Linked DNA regions of Mus musculus: region 2 is linked to region 1. Evidence: chromatin contacts called from public promoter capture Hi-C data. All regions are on one chromosome and are shown on one strand. Each heading gives the region's core, a stretch centred on a gene start, on an enhancer-like site or on the middle of the called end of the contact. The rest is flanking DNA. Distances are from core to core; before and after follow the strand shown.

Region 1 (3,866 bases), core at 490-2,989:
AGAGAAGAGGTTTTCTGGCTACTTACAATCTCTCCAGGGAAACAGCCCTGAGGTGGGAACCCTTTATGATGTTGAAAGGCATGTAGCAGGGTGCACTGAACTGGGTGCATTTTTTAAAAAAACATCTAAATAATACAAAGGGAATCCCTTCTCTCACTTGGATCTCAAAATGCAAAGAGTTCTTTGGCTGATGGAATCAAACCACGGCAAGGAGACAAGCTAGTTTGAAGAGCCCAGTGTTTGCTCCCTGCCACTCCCTAAGAGGGCACACCGGAATCAAAAGCATTTTTGAAGTGTACTTAAAATTCTGTTTTCAACTTATCTAATCAGAGATAAGTATAGTCATAAAGTCACTCTCCCTCCACCTTCCCTTATCTCCACCCATTGTTCTTATCTCTTGCTTGACTTAGCCACTGACAATAGATTATCTTTGTTTAGAGAGGCTAATTGTTTTTGAAATCTTTTTAATAATTGCTTTGGAACAAGGTGTGCAAATGAGGCTTAAGTTAATTACAGCTTCATTTGTCTGTGCAGTTTTACTAAGCATTCTCCCCACAGAAACAAAATAGCAGATGATGGAACTTAAATTGCAGGACACATCTCATTGGCTGGCAGTAAAATAGGCCAGCATTGCAAACACACACACACACACACACACACACACACACACACACACTTTATTTAATCTTCTTGGAGCCACTGTGGTTCTAGCTTAGAGGGCAGTGTCCCTCTCAGAGCAGGGCAAGGATTATGTTACAACCAGACAGTTATTGGAGCTGGGCGCAGTTTTATTTAATTTACACCCCATTCAGCGCCTTTTGCATGAGGTTCCCCAATTTTTTTTTTTTTTTTTGCTAATGGCAAGTAAAGCTTTTCAGCATCCATCGGTAGCAGGGGTTGCTTTGAAAAAACGCAACCGTACAACTGGGGAAACTGAGTCCAGAAGTCTATGGACAGCAAGATTCTAAATTGCAGATGAAGCCCTGGTGTCTCTATGCTACAGTGCCAGGGTCAACCCTTCTGATCCCTCTTCTAGAGGCACTTTGAGAATGAGGGGAATGTTGCCCAGATCAGAGTCCTTGAGACCTTTAGGAGGTGTTAGGAGTTAGGAAGAGAAAGGGTGTAGGAGTTGGGGGGTGGGGGTGGGGGTGGGGGTGGGGGGCTAGGTTTGTCTTCACCTCCAGGAACCAAACCTGGAAGAAGCCACTTTCAGAGTGCTTGCAGCACAGAACCCTAGTCTCCTTTTGTATTATTTATCTCATTCCATAAGCTATTCATCAATCCATTATTTATTCATCTTAACATTAAGGTAATTAAATATGAGCTCACCGGGAAAAGCCAAGACTGCAAGAGACAGGGCTAAGAATATGGAGAAGAGGGTCATTAGAACGTCTGCAGCCATTGATTTGTGCTGCGTGAGGCTCCCCTTAGGTGACACCAAAGAGGGCGCCGCTTCGCAAGGTCCTGACTTGGTCACCACCCTTTTCAGCACCCCAGTTCCCTCCTCCCGACCCCACCTCACTTCCCACCTCTCCGGGTCCTTCTCCTCCCACCACTTCTTATCCTAGGCAGCACTCGGTAGCTTCGCCCTCCCCACGCGGGGCGGCAGGGTGGCGCGGCTTTGCTGCCGGGCCGGGCGGCGCGCAGGCTGGCCAGCTTCGGATAGGCGCCGCTCGCAGCCAATCAGCGTGTCGGGGACGCTGCGCGCTTTAAGGCCGCTGCGGGGAGAACAGAAACCAAGTTCCCCGGCAACCAGCAGCATCCACCCGGCGGCAGGCGGGAGCCAGCGAGGCCCAGAAGGCTGTAGAGAACGCCAGCCACTCGGAGTCTAGCTCACCCCTACTTCTCTTCGTCTTCCTTGGCCTCCCACCCGCCGAGGTTCGACTGGTCTCTTCGCCCGCGCCAAGGCTAGGGAGGGGGTTAGGAGCAGCCGCGCCCCCCTCCCCGCGGCAGCCGCCCCCTGCTCTCCCAGCTCTGCTCACTGCCGCGTGCGCCCGGGCCCGTGCGCCCCGGCAGCGCCAGCCATGTCGATGCTGCCGTCGTTTGGTTTTACGCAAGAGCAAGTGGCGTGCGTGTGCGAAGTTCTGCAGCAAGGAGGGAACCTGGAACGCCTGGGCAGGTTCTTGTGGTCGTTGCCCGCCTGCGATCACCTGCACAAGAACGAGAGCGTGCTCAAGGCCAAGGCGGTGGTCGCCTTCCACCGCGGCAACTTCCGCGAGCTCTACAAGATACTGGAGAGCCACCAGTTCTCGCCTCACAATCACCCCAAACTGCAGCAGCTGTGGCTGAAAGCGCACTACGTGGAGGCCGAGAAACTTCGCGGCCGACCCCTGGGTGCCGTGGGCAAATATCGGGTGCGCCGAAAATTCCCGTTGCCGCGGACCATCTGGGACGGCGAGGAGACCAGCTACTGCTTTAAGGAGAAGTCTCGGGGCGTGCTGCGGGAGTGGTACGCGCACAACCCCTACCCCTCACCGAGGGAGAAACGGGAGCTGGCCGAGGCCACCGGCCTCACCACCACCCAGGTCAGCAACTGGTTTAAGAACCGGAGGCAAAGAGACCGGGCCGCCGAGGCCAAGGAAAGGTACGCGGCGTGCTTGCCCAGGCTCGGGTGACCCCGGGAAGTTTCACCCTTCGCTCCCTTCTGCCCCCCGCAGGCGTCGCCACCAGCTTCCTACCCGCCGCCACCCGGCAGAGGTCCGTGGGGCGGCACCCCGGCCTCGGCGACGCTGCTGTGAAGGTTCATGAACTCTTGAGGTTGCCTGTTAGGGACTGGGTCGCGTTTGCGTGGAGCACTCGCGCGTGGGTTTCTTTGGTGAGGGAAAGTGTGGGGAACGGTCGGCGTTGGGTTTGTTTCATGCCCTCCGGGCTGGCTCCGGCGAAGAGAAGGGATGGCCAGGGAGTTTGTAGATCAGAGGAAACGGGGGTATTGCTTGGTATCGCGAGGGAAGCTGTTCGGTACGGCGGAAGGTCTCGAACCTCCGCTCTTTCGCTCCGTCTTGAAGCTGGTCTGAGTCGAACGCTCGGCCCCCAGTACCTCCCGGCTCTCTGCTCATTCTCTCCGGCTAGTCTATGGAGGAGAGTTCTGCTTCATTTCGCGCTAGTTGGACAAAGGGAGGAGTCTTGTAAAAAGAAATACCCTGGAAAGGGGACACTGGGGGTGTCGCTGCTGGGTGTCCTATCAGAGGCCCCAAGCCGGGAGAAGACTGCCGCCTGCCGCGCTCCCTCATGCTTGGCCGGGTTGCTTTCGCTGGCCCCGCCGCCGCCGCTGCGGGCGAGGAGAAGGGCTCCAGTCGCTGGCTTCCCCCTCCCGGGAGCACGGAAGCAAAGCTTTAAAAAAAGAAAAGAAAAGAAAGAAAGAAAAAGAAAGAAAGGGGAAAAGTCTCCCTTCTCCCCTCCTCTCCTCTCGCAGACGCGGCGGTTCCTCGGCCCGGGAGGTTCGTAGCGGAGCTTCTGGCCGAGGTTCGGAGGAGCGCGGGGCGGAAAAGTTGGGGAGCTGGGCACAGAGCCCCGCTGTGCTCGCCTTTGTTCACTGTCAGCCTGGGGGCCGAAGATCTGGCTTCCAGGATTCCCCCTGGGTGGGGAAACCACAGAGCCTGCCTAAATTCCGGGGAAAGGGGCTCTCCGGAAGAGAAAGACGGTGCTGGGAAGGGAGTGTGCAGGCGGGCGAGCGCTAGGCTCCGGGTGGCCGCCGGCGCTGGAAAGGAGGAAGAGCGAGCAGTCCTGAAGTTGAGTGGGACCCGGGGACCCGGGGACCCGGTGCGGGGACGGACTGACACTCCGTTGTGCGGGGTCGGCCGGCGCCCAGCCGGGGCGGGGCAGCGAAGTTTGCCCGGCTGAGAAAGGGTGGGAGGCTCTGGATTGTG
Region 2 (4,231 bases), core at 64-2,563, 320 kb before region 1:
TCTCTCAGGTGCTCCCATCAGTTACCTTTTCAAGGTGTTCTCGGAGCTACCACATGACATAGTACAATAATAAATGACAGGGTGGCTATCCATATATTGCAAACACTTCAGTGTCTTGCATAGGAAACTAGCTTTGGTGACAGTGAAGGGGGCTGGTCTCCATTCTCCCACCTGAGCAAACCCTGAGGAGACTGAACTGCTATTTAAATGCATACTAGCTAGCAGAGGGGACAAGGACACAGGGGACGGTGACTCTGACAGGAAGTATCAAGCAGCATCATTGTAAACACCTTTGTGCCACATCCCAGGGACTCAGCCTGCCTTGTTAGCTTGTACCACTGAAGATTCGGAATCACACAGCCTACCGGGTGGTCCAGAACCCAGTCTTGGGGGTCAGTCAGTCTTCTTCCTGAGTCCTGTCAGCGCTGACATTGTCCCTGAATCTGTTCTATCACCTTAAAGAAGGCAAAGGATAAGCTTTCTGTGTTAGAGTGTCGTGAGAGGGCAGGGAGCTGATAACAGACAGTAAGGACTCAGTAATGGTTGCTCTGCTTATTTTATTGACAGAAGCATTTTGGCCGTTCGGAAGAGAAATTACCATAAGCTAGGTGGTCAGGGAGGGCTCCATGGAACATGAGACTTGAATGGGCCTGAGAAGATGGTTTGGGATTTCTATAGGAAATGAGGAGAGAGATAGGTTTCATGATGACCACAAACACAAGACTGGCTGGTCTAGACCCTGTTCCAAGTACTTTGGTTTCTACCCTTTCATCAGGCATCCTGGCTTAGGTAGCAGCCCCTCCCAGGCCTGCCTCCAGGTCTGGCGATTTCCCCTCCTCTCTGAAACCCCTGTGATTTGCTACATGCCATGTGGCCTTCTAATTCCATCCCAAGGCTCCAGAGGTGCAGATCTGCAAACCAGCATGATTAGCCACCCTTGCTGGCTTCCCATTCAGCATATAAATCTAGTGCCTGGGATTACCTCATGCCAGAAACCCGACAGCCAAGTCAGATGGTTTAGGCATTAATAGCAGTGAGTGCTGCAGAGACTCAACAATGCAAACCTTCCCAAAATGAACCATCCTGACCTCCCTCGCGCTGACAATGCGTGTGTGACATCATGTGTAAATGAGCCTTAAATTTGAACCAGGTGCTGAGAGCTGTCTGGCGTCTCCTGGCTGCTGTATTAACCACGAACATGCACAAGAGGATTCCGAGGCAGTAAAATGGAGCGGGACCAATGGCAATGACCAGGGCTGAGCGCGGCAGCTGTGGCGATGAACATTCAAATCACACCCACGCGGTCGGGCCCAGGGCCCCCAGCCCCTGTAAGGCGCATTTCCGGAGGGCCGGGGAGCCCAGGGAATTTGGCTGCCTTCACTCAGAGGGTAAAGCTTCCCATGCAAATCAGACCACTGGACTTGCTTCCCAGGCCTGCTTCAGAGCTCTGGTTCCATTTGCATCCCGAGGGCAGGACTTGGCGTGCCAAAGCACAGCCCGACACAGCAGTTAGTCAAGGGCCTAGAAGGCTGTCACTCACAGGTATGCAGAGCCCCGGATGTGTTTTTGGAAGACCCAATTTGCTTTCAAACAAGAGTTGGCTTTGAGTCCCCCGATGCTGTGATTCTCACCAGGTTGGGACCTGGAGATAAAGGTGCCTTTGTTCACCTGGCACCACAGACTCCCTTGATGGGGCCTCTCCCCACGACTCATCATGTGTCTTAAAGGCTCTGGAACACTAACATCTGGAGGAATTGAATTAGGTGTGCAAAATGGTTGCAATGTCCCAACCACTGTTAGTCGTGGGTAGGAGAGAGGAGTAAAAACGTATTGGGGAGAAATAGTTCTTAAAAAGTAAGCCAGAAAAATGTAAAATGGTTTTTGCAGGCTTTGTTTTTTTTTTTTTTTTAAGTGTTTCCTGTTCATAATGCCCGACCCCAGACTAGTAACAGCACAGCTTGAGTTCTGATTCACTAATAAACCCACAGAAGCCAGAAACAGGAAGGAGAGAAACCCGGATACAGAGTAATTCTTTCTTAGTGGGGATCTGGGAGAAGCCCTACATACCCTGATGAAAAGTGGGGCCAAAGAAAGATGGCGGTCTGCATCCTACATTTCCTGTTTGAATTCCAGGTTCAAAGAATCCTTTCTCGCTTAGAAGGATGACTCTCCCGAGGGCACTGTGCTGCCCTGTGAAGTCTCTGGTTTGGGAGAGGGTTGAAGTGAAGGTGGGTAGCAGGTCTTTAATGGAGACAGAAAGGGCAGGGGTAGAACCCTTCCTGAAGGTCACGTTATTTTCTATAAAGAAATGAACTGTATATTCAACACATCAGAGTTAGGTTTTCAAAGGGAAGGAGTAAGCTACGTAAGGCTTGGAAATTCTTCCAGAGGAGGCGAGTGCGGGGTTTGATGGACAGTAAGAGTTATAAAGAGAAACACAAAGGCAACTGGATGAGTGTGGAGGCAGAGTTCACGGGAACCCCCTTTGTAATAGGACCTCAGGCTGAGCTAGATCACCTAAAACTCCAGACAAGGTCCTCACATCCACCAGCTTTAAGGCCTGAGAAAAAAATTAAGTATAGGTTTTGACATGGCCAGCCCTTGAAGGCTAATAGTGCTTCTTTTGGAAGATGACAGTGGTGTTCAATGCACAGGTGACTTCCCCTTCTGTTTTTTTAAAATCAGGTATTGTTCTACAGCCTTCGATGAAACTTGTCTCCTGCTTGAACAAAGTTCAAGTTAAGTTTGGCTTCCAGAAGTCTCCAACACCTGGCTCCCTCCCTCCTGCGTGCCTTCTGCTGCTGCACACATCTTTGCTGCTAGACACATTTTTCTCACTTTAAACTATACCTTGTAGTTTCCTTTGCTTTTGGTAATATTCACTCTGCAAGCAAAAGCCCTTCCTCTTCCTCTCAGTTCCCTTCCAGTTATCTTTCAATTTTATACCAGCTGTTACTTCTGCCACATTTTCATTCCTACTCCAGGAGGCAGGGAGCTCAGACCTCTGTGGACCTTCCCAATGGAACTTTTAACATTCTTCTTACACACACACACCTATATGTGTATGTGTATATGTATGTGTATATGTATGTGTGTGTGTATATATATATATATATATATGTTCTTTTTTCCAGCAAGCACCCATGAGGGACCTAGTGTTTACATGGGCCATGCAACAGACAAACTCTGCCCTTTAAGAATACTATCCTAGTATTTCGTACAGGTTGCCTCCATTGAATTATAAGCAACTAAAAAACAAATCCTAGACTTAGCAACATATACCTGTCATGTGCCTCGGTGACAGTGGAGTCCATCCACTCATAACCCTTCATAAAGGTCGGGCAGAGCACAGTTCTAGGTTTCAAGAAAATGGCTAAAAATGTTGTTAGCGAGTTTTATTTCTCCTTCTGGAAGTGACACTGTAGAATGTTTAGTAACTGCGTCTGGGAGTCATTAGACATCATTTGGGGGATTTGATTGAAAACAAAATTAGAAAGGCTTTCTTTTCCACTGATATTATGATGCACAAATGTGCCCAACCATTTAGTCTGGCTGGTTAATAAGCTGAGAATTATTCTGGATGACTGAAAACAAAGAATTTCTCTGAATGCAAATGAATGATAAATCTTTTAGACAGATGTGGAGAAGCTTCATGAATTTTGCTTCTCTATGAAATGTAAACATTACCCTAGTTTAATCATCCCTGATTGATTGGAGATACATTTGATAAGCTGATGATGTTTTAAAGTAAGAATTCTCTGTCAGTAACCCTCAAATTTATTTGAAATGTTGGCAAAATTCTGGACATTTATAAAGCAAGGATTAAATATTTTCCTTTACAAAGCTTATGAATTATTGGAGAAAAAGTCAACTTAATAATTTCTATAGTCAAGATTTGTTTTAAACATTTTCTTCTAAATATAATTAAGGTCAATGAGTATGAGACATGAGGAAATCATAACTGAATTTTTTTTTTTTCGAGACAGGGTTTCTTTGTGTAGCCCTGGCTGTCCTGGAACTCACTCTGTAGACCAGGCTGGCCTCGAAATCAGAAATCTGCCTGCCTCTCATAACTGATTTTTTTAAATTATAGATGCTAGTTATTTAAACTGGCAGTTTTCAAATGTTGATTTATAAGGCTTTCACTGGCCCTTGAGGAGAAAATCAGACTGTGGAGCATGTATCTCTGGTCCAGAGATCCGGACCAGACCTGCTGGATCCCTTCCTTCAC

Evidence for each region. Promoter capture Hi-C pulls out the DNA fragments that hold promoters and counts their contacts.
Region 2: a contact with region 1 is called in a promoter capture Hi-C map of embryonic stem cells, with 6 times the contacts expected there. The contact joins the enhancer-like site here to the promoter of Six1 in region 1. A contact is called at or near these places in 14 of 39 promoter capture datasets (the 3T3-L1 cell line, the HPC-7 cell line, HPC-7-derived erythroid cells and 9 more), 5 of 484 Hi-C or Micro-C datasets (the C2C12 cell line, embryonic fibroblasts, embryonic stem cells and 2 more), 11 of 115 datasets of contacts at active chromatin or transcription factors (the SCID.adh cell line, acute myeloid leukemia, craniofacial prominence and 5 more) and 4 of 9 other capture datasets (adipose tissue, embryonic stem cells, embryonic tail and 1 more).

Annotation. Positions count from the first base shown.
Region 1 is chr12:73,044,585-73,048,450 of GRCm38.p6, reverse strand. Six1 (sine oculis-related homeobox 1) reads left to right here and starts at 1,739. Exons shown (of 2, transcript NM_009189.3): 1 at 1,739-2,584. The coding sequence starts at 2,025. Gm51264 (predicted gene, 51264) reads right to left here and starts at 2,566; the gene lies at 2,503-2,566.
Region 2 is chr12:73,364,748-73,368,978 of GRCm38.p6, reverse strand. All of the region lies in intron 3 of D830013O20Rik (RIKEN cDNA D830013O20 gene), which reads left to right. Among named protein-coding and RNA genes, the nearest start is that of Gm40442, 36 kb to the left of the region's middle. Within about 2 kb of position 1,313, at least 62 of the 459 cell types and tissues checked have an H3K27ac peak or open chromatin away from gene starts, as enhancers often do. A contact at or near this core is called in the C2C12 cell line, craniofacial prominence, embryonic fibroblasts and 4 more, where this site is marked.